Regions from separate parts of the Mus musculus genome. Here region 1 is linked to region 2. Evidence: chromatin contacts called from public Hi-C data. All regions are on one chromosome and are shown on one strand. The core of a region is the stretch at or near the end of the contact, and the rest is flanking DNA. Distances in the headings are between cores, read along the strand shown. Region 1 holds the start of Sphkap (SPHK1 interactor, AKAP domain containing). Region 2 overlaps Sphkap (SPHK1 interactor, AKAP domain containing).

Region 1 (2,700 bases), core at 131-2,630, 62 kb after region 2:
GCCTGTGAGTATTGGGTCTTCCTATGTTCCTATGCAACCCAAGAATTCTAGCTCAACTTGTTTATTTCAGTGCTTGACAGTGTCAGCTGAAAACTACCTTAGTTTTTTGGGGTTGGTTGGGGTGGGGTGAGTTGGGGTGGGGAGATAAGAAGTAAGAGCCTAAAAGATTAGCCCTGAGCCTCGGTGGAGTTGAAAGGTGGGCCTGTGGGATCTCAGCATGGCAGCCCAGGCTGCAGCATTCAACAGTACTAGGAGCTCTAGGTGTGAACTGCGAATGCTCAGTTTCCTGCTGGGCAGAGAGCACAAAGGGCTCAAAGCTACCTGCTCAGTTGGGCACCTGAGAGATAGACTCGGTTCAACCCGGATATTTTTTAGGGAGAAGAACAAAAGTCATAGAGTACTGAATTCTCCAGCTGGGTCCGGAGTAGAGCAGAACAGGAGGAAAGAGAGAGGAAACACAAGACCAAACAACAAAACATTGTAACCACGTCTTTCAGGTGGCTGGACTTACCGGTCTGGGGAAGGGACTCAGACACTAGGTGGAACTAGCGCTTCAGAGATGCTAAAGGACCAAAGAGGTCTCCTCTGCCCAGGATTACAGGTGGGCTCAGGTTAGTGCCAGTGAGAGATCTAAGAGATCTCCCCCTCCCCAAGCCTACAAGACCTTGTAGCTCACTCCAAAGCCCCAAACACTAACCCAGGTTAAGGTCAACAGAACTGGAGGTAAATCAGCTTTGGTCTTGATCCCTCAGGTCTCTGTTCTCCACCTTGGAACGCATTCCAAGTCAAGGCGCAAAACTGCTCCAGGTAATATAACACTAAAAGCCCGATTCCCCAGATACCTCGCCTGGCAGAGGAGACCTCACCACCACTACCCGCCCCCAGCCCCCCCTCCCCCAGCCTTAGAGGCAGGCACCTGGCTCCAGCACACAGGCCCCACCCAGCCGGGCGCCCAGTGGGGTAGCTAACAGAATTGAAGCCCCCACCCCTCACCCCCACCTCTCAAGGGCCGATCCCAAGGATCAGTCGTGCAGGAACTTGACTTCTCCGTGGGAATCTCTAAGGAGAGCAAAGGGTGGAAAGCAACTTTGCCTATGATCTCTAGTGCCCAGCGGAGTTTGAGAGACATCACATTAGGCATATGGAGAAGCGAGTCTTACCTTTGCACAGAAAGCCGGGAGTTGACATCCATGGTTGACCGCAGGCAGAGAAAAGCTGACAGCGCAGGCGAAGGCTAAGAAGCCTGAGCGCCCTGCGCGAGGACAGAGACGTGCAGGCTGGAGCAGCAGTGACTGAGACCCGCAGCGGAGATTGATGCTCGCTCCTCCCTGGCCACCAAGCGCTGCAGAGATGTCCTGGTGGCGCCTCCTGTGGTCTGCTCAGATCTTGAAAACTGCTGGCTGGACTTGACCCTTCAGCCTAATTCCCGCCTCCCTCCCAGGTCTCGGGGGACTGACTGCCTTCTGTGCCTTTCGCTGTTGCTCCCTGCTCACTCCCCTCCCCTTAGTCCAGTCCCGCCCCTTGCTTTCTCTGGTGAACACCAAGTCTCAGCCCTGAAGTTGTTCATCCACTTGGCTGCATTTACAGGCTCACTTCTGGCAGTTCTGGCTTCCCGCTGCCCCTACTGGTGGCACACACATCCCCTTGAAGACCCTCTATTTGTCCTCTACAACAAAACAGGAGGTGCAGGCGTGGTCACTTGTGTCAATGTATCCAGCTCCTTTGCTTTCTTCTAAGCCTCTGTCCTGTTTTAACTCTCTCCTGTCTCCATGTAACTCATTTTCCTTAAATGGGACACCATCATCTCTCACCTGTTTGACCCTATGAGGAGATAAAAGTTTCAAAAACTCGCGACAGTGGCCATCCTTCTGAGGCAGCTTTCAGAACCGAAGGCAAGATTTACTGATGCTCTATTGTCTGCTCAGCATCTCTTTGAGCAGAAACAGACTTTTTTTTTAAAGAAAGAAATCAAGACACTGATGATAGCAACTCTCTGTTAAAAAGAGGGCATGGAACCTTGTGCCCTTTCTTTTTGAATTGAAAAGCAAACTAAAAATGAATACCCTGAGACTTCCAGGAATGGGAAGATGAGATAAATAAAATTTCCCCTTTTGCTTCTTGCAAGTCTAACTAGGACTCTCCATATTATGAATTGTATATAGAAAAATTCTGGCAGAAGCAAGGAGAACAACTAGGGGCCTGACCATGCAAAGAATGTAGTGGGGGTCTCTAGCCAAATGACAGAAACAGCCTAGACAGGCAGAAAATGCACAGATACCTGCTTCATGATGGCTGAATGTTAGAGGAGAAAATCCCACTCTAAACTGTAACACCAAAGGCTATGGGGGAAGTTCATATTCCAGTGTCCTGAGCTGGAAGGATGCAAGTCACTCGTAGGGTCAATTGTGCAAGAAAGACTAAGCATGGATCAGGACTTTCATCCCTTCCAGGAAGAAGCAATTGACATCTCCACAAATTGGCACCAATAGAGGGTTCTCCTAACCAGCCACAATACCACCCAGATAGATGTTATGAGAGCAAAGAAGGTGGGGAGATTTTGAGCTCTGTATAGCCCTTAGAGAACCTTGGTGGCAATTTAGAGGAGGCCTAAAGCTCAGAAGTAATGAGGTCATGTAGCAGCCTTGGTGCACATCTTTGGAGACATAGCCACAGAGCTATCAGTTAGACCAGAAAGGAACT
Region 2 (2,700 bases), core at 63-2,562:
TTTGACACAAAAGTAGCATCAGAACCAGCCTCTCAGATATCAGGGCCTCAACGCAAGCCAGAATCTTTGTGAGATAGTGTTGTCTCATGCATCTTACATTTGGGTCAACTGGTCTAAGTTAAGGACCCTAGTTGAAAGTTGTGTGCCAGTCCTGATTCTCTGTCAGCTAACTCTTAATCCCTCCTAGCTTCTGGCCCAATTTCTCTTAGTAAAATCATAGTATCAGGCTATCTGAGGTAAACACTACCCTTGTACGAAGCATAATGTAATCTTCCCTTTCATACTTCACACTTCCTAACGATAAGAAGCTGAAGAGGGTGGGGAGAAGCCCGGTAGCAGTGACCATTAGGGGCAGGGGGCAGGGGGCAGGGGGCAGGGGGCAGGGGGCAGGGGGCAGGGGGCAGGGGGCAGGGGGCAGGGGGCAGGGGGCAGGGGCAGGGGCAGAGGCAGAGGCAGAGGCAGAGGCAGGGGGATCTCTGAATTTAAGACCACCCTGGTCTGCAGAGTGCAGGACATTGGGGCTACACAGAGAAACCCTGTCTCCACCAAACAAACTGAAAAAAACAATGAGGAAAAAATGGGGAAGGAGAGGGGAGGAGGGAGGGAAGTGGAGAGGAGGCTTTGAAGCTAAGCACACTCGCTGCTCTTGCACAGGATTTGGATTTACTTCCAGCATCCGTATTAAGTGGCTCACGACTGTCTGTGATTACATTTCCAGGGAATCCTCTTATGACCTTTATAGGAACATACACATACATGATGCACATAAACACATACACACAAAGTCAGGCACACACTTATACACATGATATGGGAATTTTTTTTAAAGACTGATCAGAGAACAAGTAAAGAAAATAAACATGCTAGCTTCAGTAAATTACTTGGCCTATTGTGTTGCACAATTGTAACTTTTTTTTTTTTTGTCTAACGGTTTGAACAAAGAACTATAAGAAGTGCTTGGGAAAAAGTATGTGCTTGAACATTTAATGTTTTGAAGCGTTAGGAATATAGCTTCCTGCTGAGCGAGTCATTTTTTGAGTGGGAAAAGAGAGCCACTCACCAGGTTCTCCACCGCTCGTTTAGTTATCTGCTATTTTTAGTTCCAGGCTTGCCTATTTCAGATGGAGGGCTAATAATGAACGCGCTGCGTGCCGCGCATTCCCAAGTCTAAAACGATAACGATGCAGCTTGTCTGAACGTTCCAAGAGTGTTGTGAATAAGAAAGAAAGAAACCTTCCCGCTCCACGGTGTAGCTAACTGCTTTCATTTCACCAGGCAGTAGCAGGGTGCAGGCCCTCAGCTTTGGTATGAGACAGAGAGGGAAGAAGTGACTCTCACAAATTAGACTCAGTCCTACCATGGCTGAGCAATGCCTGCTTCTTTGGTTGGTAACTTAAATCGGAGAAGATGCTCGCCTTTAGCTTCTAAGATCTGGAGGAAGGACTGAAAACACACTCTCCTCATCTCAAGCACCTATCAAGTATAATTGGACAATTTGATGGACTTCTGAGAGTCAGTTCTTGCATCATTTGATGATAACAATGCCACTTGAGAAAGCTGTTCCAGGGACCAAATAGGAAGATGTTTACAAAACCAAGATCACCCAACTAAATAGGCAGCTGATTGATACCTGATTTCTCTTAGCAGAGGCAGGCAGTGGAATTTATAGGATCTGTGTTCCATCTTAGCAGTTTCTTGATCTTGCTAGCATCTGACAAGTTCTCTCTCCCCCTTTGTTTGTGATATGCCATCCTTGTTTTAATTTTCCTTCTCTACTTTCCACAGCCAACAGTCAGTTAGCAAATGTTCACTGAGCTCACAAATGAACTCAGTGAGACACTGAGAAAAATATAAAGAAGCCTGACCTAGCATCATCCACTGTATTCTCAGCAGGAGAGAGATAGAGGTAGGAGGATTAGAAGTGCAATGGCAGCCTGGTCAAGGTGAGGCCCTGTGGCAAAATATAGTAAAATATGCATACAAAGCCAACTGCATCTTTGGAAAGTAGTCCCAAGAATGTGAAGGCAGGGAAGTGCTTTGAGGAATGTCAAACCCAGCCAAATAGTCCAAGAATGAAGTGGCTAGTTTTATCTAGGGTCAAGAGGCAGCAAAAGCCCTTGCACTTGATGGGTGTGTCGCAAGGTGGATAGATTTGAGTTGTCTAGAGATATTTGGAAAGTTGGGGAGGATTGCCCCCTTCCCCAGACTGATTTTCCCTATTGTGCTCATAAGTACTTAGAGGAATACTGTCCCTTCCACTTCCAGCAATCATTCTCTTTGCAGGGCCTCATGGGATTTAGTCATCACCTGGAAGAATGACACAGCCCTCTCTCCTGATTCAGTTTTGACCCTTTCCTGGAGCCTGCTTCTTTTCAGATTTCTTTTTTTTTCCTTTTTTTATTAGATATTTTCTTCATTTGCATTTCAAATGCTATCCCCAAAGCCCCCTATACCCTCCTCCGCCCTGCTCCCCAACCCACCTACTCCTGCTTCCTGGCCCTGGCATTCCCCTGTACTGGGGCATATGATCTTCGCAAGACCAAGGGCCTCTCCTCCCATTGATGGCTTACTAGGCCATCCTCTGCTACATATGCAGCTAGAGACACAGCTCTGGGGGGTACTGGTTAGTTCATATTGTTGTTCCTCCTATAAGGTTACAGACCCCTTTAGCTCCTTGGGTACTTTCTCTAGTTCCTTCAT

What was found. Hi-C and Micro-C count contacts between places; a contact is called where the count stands out from the background.
Region 1: a contact with region 2 is called in a Hi-C map of cortical neurons, with 2.5 times the contacts expected there. The contact joins the promoter of Sphkap here to the enhancer-like site in region 2. A contact is called at or near these places in 1 of 39 promoter capture datasets (stem cell-derived epiblast-like cells), 8 of 484 Hi-C or Micro-C datasets (the HL-1 cell line, cerebellar granule neurons, cerebellum and 3 more), 2 of 115 datasets of contacts at active chromatin or transcription factors (heart atrium and neural progenitor cells) and 2 of 9 other capture datasets (liver and pancreatic islet).

What each region holds. Positions count from the first base shown.
Region 1 is chr1:83,406,820-83,409,519 of GRCm38.p6, forward strand. It overlaps Sphkap (SPHK1 interactor, AKAP domain containing), which reads right to left and starts at 1,381. Exons shown (of 12, transcript NM_001356547.1): 1 at 1,161-1,381. The coding sequence starts at 1,188.
Region 2 is chr1:83,344,594-83,347,293 of GRCm38.p6, forward strand. The region is part of intron 3 of Sphkap (SPHK1 interactor, AKAP domain containing); the gene reads right to left. Among named protein-coding and RNA genes, the nearest start is that of Sphkap, 62 kb to the right of the region's middle. Within about 2 kb of position 1,313, at least 23 of the 459 cell types and tissues checked have an H3K27ac peak or open chromatin away from gene starts, as enhancers often do. A contact at or near this core is called in cerebellar granule neurons, cortical neurons, heart atrium and 1 more, where this site is marked.